Linked DNA regions of Zea mays: region 1 is linked to region 2. A link is a contact called in public Hi-C data. All regions are on one chromosome and are shown on one strand. The core of a region is the stretch at or near the end of the contact, and the rest is flanking DNA. Distances in the headings are between cores, read along the strand shown.

The links. A called contact is a pair of places that touch in the nucleus more often than the background predicts.
Region 1: a contact with region 2 is called in a Hi-C map of leaf, with 2.0 times the contacts expected there. The contact joins two enhancer-like sites. A contact is called at or near these places in 3 of 25 Hi-C or Micro-C datasets (endosperm and leaf).

Annotation. Positions count from the first base shown.
Region 1 is chr10:56,638,415-56,642,775 of Zm-B73-REFERENCE-NAM-5.0, reverse strand. No RefSeq gene overlaps it. Among protein-coding and RNA genes, the nearest start is that of LOC542688, 72 kb to the right of the region's middle. Within about 2 kb of position 1,740, at least 17 of the 20 cell types and tissues checked have an H3K27ac peak or open chromatin away from gene starts, as enhancers often do. A contact at or near this core is called in leaf, where this site is marked.
Region 2 is chr10:56,477,623-56,482,332 of Zm-B73-REFERENCE-NAM-5.0, reverse strand. No RefSeq gene overlaps it. Among protein-coding and RNA genes, the nearest start is that of LOC542688, 88 kb to the left of the region's middle. Within about 2 kb of position 2,747, at least 19 of the 20 cell types and tissues checked have an H3K27ac peak or open chromatin away from gene starts, as enhancers often do. A contact at or near this core is called in leaf, where this site is marked.

The sequences.
Region 1 (4,361 bases), core at 491-2,990, 160 kb before region 2:
ATAAATAGAGCCTCTAGGCGCCTCCATTCTACACCCAAGTACTCCAAGAGCGCACCAACACTCCGACTCTCTACAACAAAGCGTTCTAGTGATTTAGTGAGATCCGAGTGATATTTTTGAACTGTTCTCTTGTCTTGGTGAATGTGTGCACTCATGATCTTCTCTCCTGTGTGTGTTGCTCCGATTTGCTCTTGTATCTGTACTTTCTCTCCCTACCTTACTCTAAGTTGTAACTTCTATCTTTTGTATGGCTACAAGAGACTCCAAGTTGTGATGATTAATGGTGAACGGGAATACTTGTGAAGGAAGAACCGTGACACTCAAGTTTGATCTATGTGATCACTTGATAGGGGTTGAATGCTACCATTGTCCAAAGAAGGACATCCCAATGTGGATGTAGGCTTGGCCGAATCACGAGATAAAAATCGCAGTCTCTCTTGTCCTTTTCCTTTATTGCGATTTTCTTTCTTCCCAAGTTCTCTATTTCACTTCTGATATTTCTCTTAGTATAATTCATATCTTGGAAGAGCAATCAAGCGAAGAGGACTTTTTCTCTCATCTCTTCTCTCAAACTTGGTTTTGGTTTACTCTAAGTTTATTTTTAACCAAGTTTATGTTGTTTTAAGTCATTTCGTTGGATCACCTATTCGCCCCCCACTAGGTGCTCTCAGTTACGTGATCTACGATCATGACACAAAAATAGAGGTTATACCTAGGGTGGCGGTGGAGTCAGGCTAGCGGGGTTATGGCGGGTTGGTGCGGTGACGACGAGACACGGTGCATGCAAACCCGCAACAACTAGGAAGACCTCTGCAAAAAAAGAAACACAAGACTGTCAACACAAAAATTCGCAGGCACCTCCCCTGCACGGTGAGGTTTCCAAAACCTTCAAATAAAACTAACAGCACGATGCCTGACATGCACATATATATCAACGACACGATAGCCGACAATCACATGTATATTTTCAATCCATGTCACAAAATATATCAAACCACATATAATCGACATCCCTATCCACAAAAACATTGGTCTCACACAAAAAGGCACATGTCATAGATCAGTACATCAAATGTATTAGTAGTTTGACAAGTGTAACACCTGAAATTATACTTCAGGATTTAAAAAAATCAATGAATAAGACAATCAAAGAGTCTATTAATAATATTTTGAAGCTATATCTCCCAAAGCAAAAAAGAATTTTTAATAAAGACCCACAAAAGTATGCATGCATGATTTTAGTTAATCTTTCTTTTAAATATACATATACTATATATTTATTGATTTATAAGAACCTTTTAAAAGGGATTAAGTTAAATCATATCTTTATAGGAACAATACAATAGAAATATTATTTCTTCAAAATAAACTATTTATGCGTGAATTGCATAGCTAGAAGCATTTGCTTTAATAGGATAATAAATAAATGGATTAATAAAATATTGATGCATTCATATTGGAGTTTCGATTGTGCATTTGGAACTTGTTTGAATTTAAATCTGAATTTGAACTCTTAGAATTAAACTAAAACCAGGAAATGTAAAATATAAAAAGAAAAAAAAGACAAACCTGCTCATGGGCCGAATTCCTCACATCTAGCCCAGTCTAAAACCTCTCCCGCCGGCCCACTTCACGATGTCAGCCGGCATCAAACAACGGGTGCCGACACGAGGGCCCTCTCACTCAGCGGCCTGACTGCGCGCGCAGCCACTGGTGTGTGGACCTTTTGCGTAGAGCTAAATCCCTCTCGCTGACTCGTGGGGCCGACAGTCATACCAATCTCCTTCGCGTCATGACTCCGTGTACGAGCTCCGCGCGCGACGACAACAGAATCCGGTTGAGATTCTCGCCGGGGGCAGTCAACCGCTCCCCGCGCAACCTCTATCTCTGGCTTTATATACGGTCACCGCCTCTGCCCATCTCCAGAAAATCACCAAGGGCTTCATCCTGAGTGAATCGAGAAGAAAGGGAGAGGATTGCCTCCATGTGAAATCAGTCAGGCACCGACAGCGAGGTCTTGGAAAAAGGGCAGAAAAGGCCGCCTGGGATTCTAGATTGTGATTGGGGTGATGGCATGAGAGGTTGGTGCTCGGCGCTGCACCAATCGCTCGCTAGGCTCTGTCCCTGTCGCGGAGCCGCATTGTGCCGCGGACTTGGGCAGACACCTACGTCGGGCCTTTGCTGACGGGTCTCGGAGGTTCGCCCCTATCTAGAGCTCACGTTGGGAGGGTTGCTAGTCCGCGGGAGGCCCTGATGGAATTGCGATTTCTCGTCGGATTTGGAAATCGGCCACCCAGCCACTTTCCTCCGTCGACACGGGTGTGTCCGTTGATTCATCGTTGAACGATCCAGATTAAAGGACGTCATGTACCCTATCGTGATTGAATCACAGTCGTAGATCGGTAGATGTAGGGTCGAGAGAAGGTCACGATGTTTTAAATTTGGAGCATTAGATTGAGATCTAACGGTCCATATCATGTACATGTTCACATAAATATAAATCTAATCCGGGCCCTCGATTTTGGATTCAACGACCATGACACACCAATACCCCTTCGGCTTTGTCACTTTATGGATGAGACCCTCGGGTTTCTTGAAATTAACCCGCTATCCAACCATAACGCGTAGGTATTTCTTCAGGGTCTCTGAAATTTACATTTGAGTCCTCAGGAGCCTTATTTTAGTATAAAAATAGCCCCACAACTTGTTTAATTTATAACTTTATCATTTAAACTTCGTTTTAGTACATTCAAGTTGCATTAGCTTCGTAATAATATTACCTACGCTTTTGTAACATTATTTTAGAATGCACCATGTGCTCAAAAATAAATAACTAATTCGTTTAACCTATGCTTATTGGATTAACTTGTTTAATCCAAGTTGGTATAGTATTTTAAATTGGATCATCTATAATTGGGCTAAAATATGATTTGGCCTAGATTAAAAGTGGAATAAACTTAGTTATATTTTATCACATGATTTATATTAAGCAACAGAGAGGCATGGTTTTCATATTTAATCACCTAAAACTTCAGAAAAAAACCATATCCTTTCAACCGTGGCTCCAATTTTAGTGGTTCTCGAACCTACGACCTCGTAGCAGCGCGTAGAATATTCATACATTGTTTGTTCTCATGTTTCGTGTACTATTTTGTTTATGTACTATTTGTCTATCTGTATGTATTGCTATGAGTAGCAGTGAGGTCACGAGTCAACCGAAGACCAATTTGGTGAAGTACCTGGAATCTCAAGTCTAAGGCAAGTTGTGCCCTTGACAACTCTTCTTTACCTAATAATGTTCCTGTTAATCACTGTGACATGCTCAGGTTAATTTGATGGGACCTAATAGGTTTCCCTAGTATTGTTTATCCTACAACTTGCAAACAAATGAACTATTGGGTAGTATTGCTATTGCCCTACCTGGCTTTGGGATTAATAAAATATTGATCTATGATTAAGTTTCACTATAGTTGCTGGTTTATTATTGTTCATGACAAGATCATTGTGTTAATTGGAACATGAAGCGACCACCCGGGAAAACAGTGCTACCACTAGGGTGGTATGGGACGCCCTTGGCTGACTAAGTAGGAAAGCTAGTGGAGGACTACCATACCCAAAAGGGGCAAGGGCAGTAGAGGACCTACGGTATAGGGAGGTTCTCGGGTCGATGATGCTACGATGGCTTTTCGGATGAGGAATTCCTATATTTCCCTTCTTAGAAACCATAGCGGTTTTTCTGAAGCTAGTAGAACTTTGTAAATGCTTCATAGTGCTACCCTGCCTCGTCTCCTCGGTAGAGATGAATGAGAACTCGGGATCCCTTGGCAAACGGGTCACACAACTTGTGGGTAAAGATGTGCAACCTCTCCAGAGTGTAAAACTGGTATATCAGCCGTGCTCATGGTCATGAGCGGCTTGGACCCTCACATGAGTAATCTATGGAACTAAACTTAATTTGTCATATGCATTGCATTGTGGGTTTTATTATTAATTGCGATCTCTTATTTAATTGGGTTGGTATCTACTTACACTTAGTATCTGCTAATAAAATTCTGACCAACTCTAAAAGCAACGCTCAGCTTTAACCATCTTCTTTGGTAAGCCTTACACTTCACCTGAGCTCCCACCGTAAGTGAGCTCATGCACATCATTCCCCATAACTTGTTGAGCGATGAATGTATGTGAGCTCACCCTTGCTGTACTGACGTCCCCTAGGTCAAGAACAGGTACCACAAGGTAAGGAGCATAAAGGATGCCGCAATGAGTTCGTAAGAGGTCTAGGACGTCGTCTTCCAGTCAACTATGGTTGCTGGATCATTGTCTTCATATGATGTAATTGTTTATTTATTTTGTACAGAACT
Region 2 (4,710 bases), core at 1,498-3,997:
AAGGTAAGTAGGTAAGGGTTTTGTCCAGTTCTATCTAGGTTTCATCCTACAGTCAACATTTCCTCTGATACCACTTCTGTCACACCCGGATTTAAGGGATAAAGCCGGGTGCGTCTCATATATGCGCCAAAGAAGAACAACACATATAATGACAAAGTGTATAGAGATAAATGTCGCAGATATCATAACTATCATTATTACATAGCAGAAGTCTTAAAAAATAAATGATAATAATAAAGCGAACTAAACGTCCATCCTTGGCGCCATAAAGCTGACTGGAAGACACCACCAAGATCAACTCGTACTCCTCATTGTACGACTCCTCCTGGACCACCTGTTCTTCTCCCGTGGGGGGGGGGGGGTTTATATATCGCAAGGGTGAGCTCACAAAAGATCATAGCTCAACAAGTTGTGGGGAATAATGTGCATGAACTCGCCAAAGGTGGGAGTTCATCTGAAGTGTAAGGCTGACCAATAAATAGGGGTTAAAGCTGAGCATTGCTTTTAATAAGTTGGTCAAATTTTATTAGCAGTTACTAAATGTAAGTAGATACCAAACCGAGTAATAGTAGATCAAAATTAATAATAAATCCCAATGCGATGCAAATGATAAATTGAATTTAATTCCATAATTTAATCATGCAAGAGTCCTGAGCTGCTCATGACCGCGAGCACGGCTAGTATACCAGTTTTACACTCTACAGAGGTTGTACCCTCTACCCACAAGTCGTGTATCCCATGTCGCCAGGGTTAGCTAGACCCTTAGACACTATCGAGGTGAATGGCTAGGAATCCACTACGAGGCCTTTACAAAGTTCCACTAGCTTCAGAAAACCCGCTACAGTTTCTAGGAAGAGCAATGCAGGAATCCCCCGTCTGACTGCCATCACAGCAAAATCAACCCAGGAACCTCCCTACATGCCTACTCGCCTACTGCCCTTCCCCCTATCGGGTAAGGTAGTCCTCCACTATCTTTCCTAGTTAGTCAGCCAAGGGCGTCCCATTCCACCCTTGTGGTGGCACGTGTTTCTCAAGTTAAGCTTCATGTTCCAATTAAAATAGTTGTCTTATAATGAACATAAATAGAACAATAATAAAGAATAATCATGTGTAATAGTTATCTCAATACCTAAAACCATGTATAGAAATAGCAATGACTACCCAAAAAATCAGGGGTAAACAAGGTGAAAAGATAACCAGACTAGGGTGACCTATTGGGTCCCATCAAAATTAAGCCTATGCATGAATAAATGATTATAAAGAACATTATTGGGTAAATAAAAGTGGTCAAGGGCACAACTTGCCTTCAAAGAGCTCCTGCTCAGCAACTTCTACCTGCTGAACACCGGAATACTCGGCCACTGGCTCTTCTACTCGCCACAATACAAACAAACATAGTACAAGGGAAAATTTAACATCACACCAAACATTTATACAAAATACATATTAATAATCTACGCATTAAAACGAGATCATAAGAAAAAGAATCACTAAATTATGAGTTACGGATTTCGAGTTATGAATTTCTGAAGATTTTATGTGTTTGGTTCAAGATTAATTAAGAGGTCAATTTTAATATAGCTTTCATGTTAAAACAGAGACAATATGTGATAAACAATATTATTACAAAATTATAGGAACTGGAATGGATCAATTAGGACTTAATATGAATTTTCTAGGAATTAAACAAGTTCTAGGGTTATTTATACTTAGAAATTCATTTCTGAAATTAATTTCCTGATTTAATCTCTGTTTGGACTGCTGCACAAAAATAGAGAAGTGCATGGGCTTCCTCATAAGAATCCTAAGACTCATAATACTATACTGCGGAGTGCGGGTTGATTCCCAAAAACTCCGAGGACTCTTAAGCAAAACGCCCGGTCGAAAGGGTATCCACAGACCGCGACCGCCTGATCGGGAATCAAGGGCTCAGATTAGATTTACATACTCGTGAACCGTTACAAAACTACAACCGCACTATAGGGATTGGACGCACCAAATCTATCTGCGCGAAATGCGTTGCCTACTATTAATCTAAACCAGTCATCGCCAGATCGACGGTTCTCATTGGTCACGGTGAAACATTATTCTACCGTCTAATCTGGATCGTCCTTAGGAAGATCGATGGCCCACAATGTCTGGTCGCGTCCACCCAGCTTTGGTCACCGAAGTTCAGCCCCCTCCCGCGGTGGTGCCATGGTCAGCCAGACCAATACCTCCCAATCCCCGCACGAAACCTTCCTCTGGTCACGACAATTCGAAGCAGAGTTGAAAGAGAGACTGGGAAGGAATATCTCACCAAGATTAGTAGCGTGAATAGACTCGGCCTCGACGGCGGATGCGGCCACGGCGGAGCAACTTCTCCGACAAAGAATTCGCGATCCCCTAGCCTATAATCCCTCATGTTGAGTTTGCGGACTCCTACGGCAAGCTGAGACGAAGCGCTCAGAGCTATATGGATGGCACAACGACAGTGGATGCGTGGTTTTGTCGACGGTGGGGTTGGCGGCAATGGCGAGCCCACACCGAATCTCTCTCTCCCGCACGGCGGCATGGTAGTGGTAGGTCTCTGCCGAAAAAGGGGGAAGTGGCTGACCGGACACCGCGCGCACTTATAGCCTAGGTGGGTTGGTTACGGGACAGAAGGGAGGGAAGCCCGAGCTCCGCAGTTGACCGTGCCATAGTCGGCGGTAGTTGGGAGAAGAGAGCTGATGGAGTGGGTCCCACGTGGAGGCGAGATCGTGCGTGTAGAATACGCCTGTAGCGACTGACAGATGGACCCCAGATGTCGGCACGTGTGCATGAGTGGGGTTGGGCTGCGTGGGGGAAAGAGTTAGTGGGCCGAAAATGGGATCCGTGGCCCAGGTAGGTTTTTCTCTTTTTCTTTTTTCTGTTTTATTTTCTTTTAATTTCAAAATTGAATTTGAATTTTGCTATGAGTTTCACCATTGAGCCAAATGTACAAATTCAACTCCTAGTGCAAGAAGATTATGTATTTATTTATATATTTATTTTATGTATAAAATGTTTTCTTTCCTCCCCTCTTTTCTTGATTATTTCTCATTTTCAAATATTCAAGTTAATCATTAACTCTCAAATTTGGATATAAATTTATTTCTATTAATGTGACTACTATTATTATTAAATGCGCATACAAATAAAGCCAGCATGATGCACAATTTAGTATGTCATTTATTAATTATTTACTTTTAAATGTGGTGTTCACATGTGTTCATATGTAGAGGCAACTCATATATATAAGGAAAAAATTCCACTTCTTATCGTTTACAACTTGGGTATTACAACGTGCCGCTCACACCGAGAAGGTTGCTCACCGCCGATGAACTGGCCCGTGTGAAGGAGAATGCTCGCCGTCGTAGATGGTATGTAATGTCGTCTTCTTCCTCGTCGTTGTCTGTCGTGACTGCGTCGTCGAGCGCGCCGTCCTCGGAGAAGATGGTTAGCGATTCAGTGACGGTTATGGATTTGTTGCCAGGGCACATGATGGAATTTGGCACGTTGAGGATCTACTCGGGCCACGTGCATGAAATGCAGCGCTTAGGGTATTTCAGAGACGGTGTGGGGCGTGCTCCGGGGGCCAAGGAGGTCCCAGAGCCGGAGGGGGAGTTGGTGGTTTTTGAAGAGTTTTCACTACTGGTCTTCGACTGCCTGCATTTCGAGGTCCAACTTCACCAGCTTACACCCAATGCCATGGTGGCATTGGCGAAGTTTATGTGGGTAGCGGCTACATATGGCGGAGAGCCTTCGATTTAAGTCTTCGTTAAGAACTACTGCCTCCACTAACAGAAGAAGGTTGCTAGTGGCAAGATTGTGCAGTTTGGTTTGGGTGAGGTTGTGGAACTCGTTCCATGTGCGAAGAACAAGTGGGGGAATTGGTGGGATTTTTTGTTTTATGTGACATTGAAGGACACCGAGGGTGTTCCAGGGCTACCTTTGTCCATCATGTGCTCACATTTCTACATGGCCTTCCCACAATTTAAATTGAAAAAAGAAGATGCGAACAAAGATGCCCTTCACCGCGCCTCCAAAGCAAGCACCGGACGTGACTTGGTGGAGGAGTTTATTGCCTACGGAGTGTGGTCGCTTGTGCACGGCTAGGAGGTGGGTGAGATGAAGCTACACCTGATGCCTTTTTGAAGGATCGAATGGTGTTGAGTTCTGCCTTCATCATTGAGCTGTGAGGTCAAGATGCTGCATCTTTTGACAAGGAGATGGAGGCAAAACCAGTGAAAATTGTTGGAAAATATTCGACCAAGATAGATATTGATGAGGACATCAACACCAACACGAGCACATCTACACCAGCAGCACCTTCTCCAGCCCAGGCACCATCTTCCCCAGTCCAGGCGCCACCCCTTCCACCTGGGCCAGTGACTCGGGCCCGTGCAAGAGAATTGAACTACATTATGCTGTTAAAGAACGAAGGCCCGAAAGAATAGACGACCAGCCCAACTGCGGCCCATAATGGACGACCTAGGGTTGGCCGCCCCTAGGGGCTGCGCCCCCTCTCTATTTATCCAGGAGCTGCGCCTCCTTTATTTCTTGAGTTTTGTTTTACGTTAGCCTTAGCTACTCTCGAACACGCGCAAATCTGCGCTGTCTTCGTGTATTCAGAACTCCACCCTCGAGTAATAGATTAGATTGCTCGCATCTTTTTCTTGTTCGTTCTTCGATTGCGCACAGGAAACG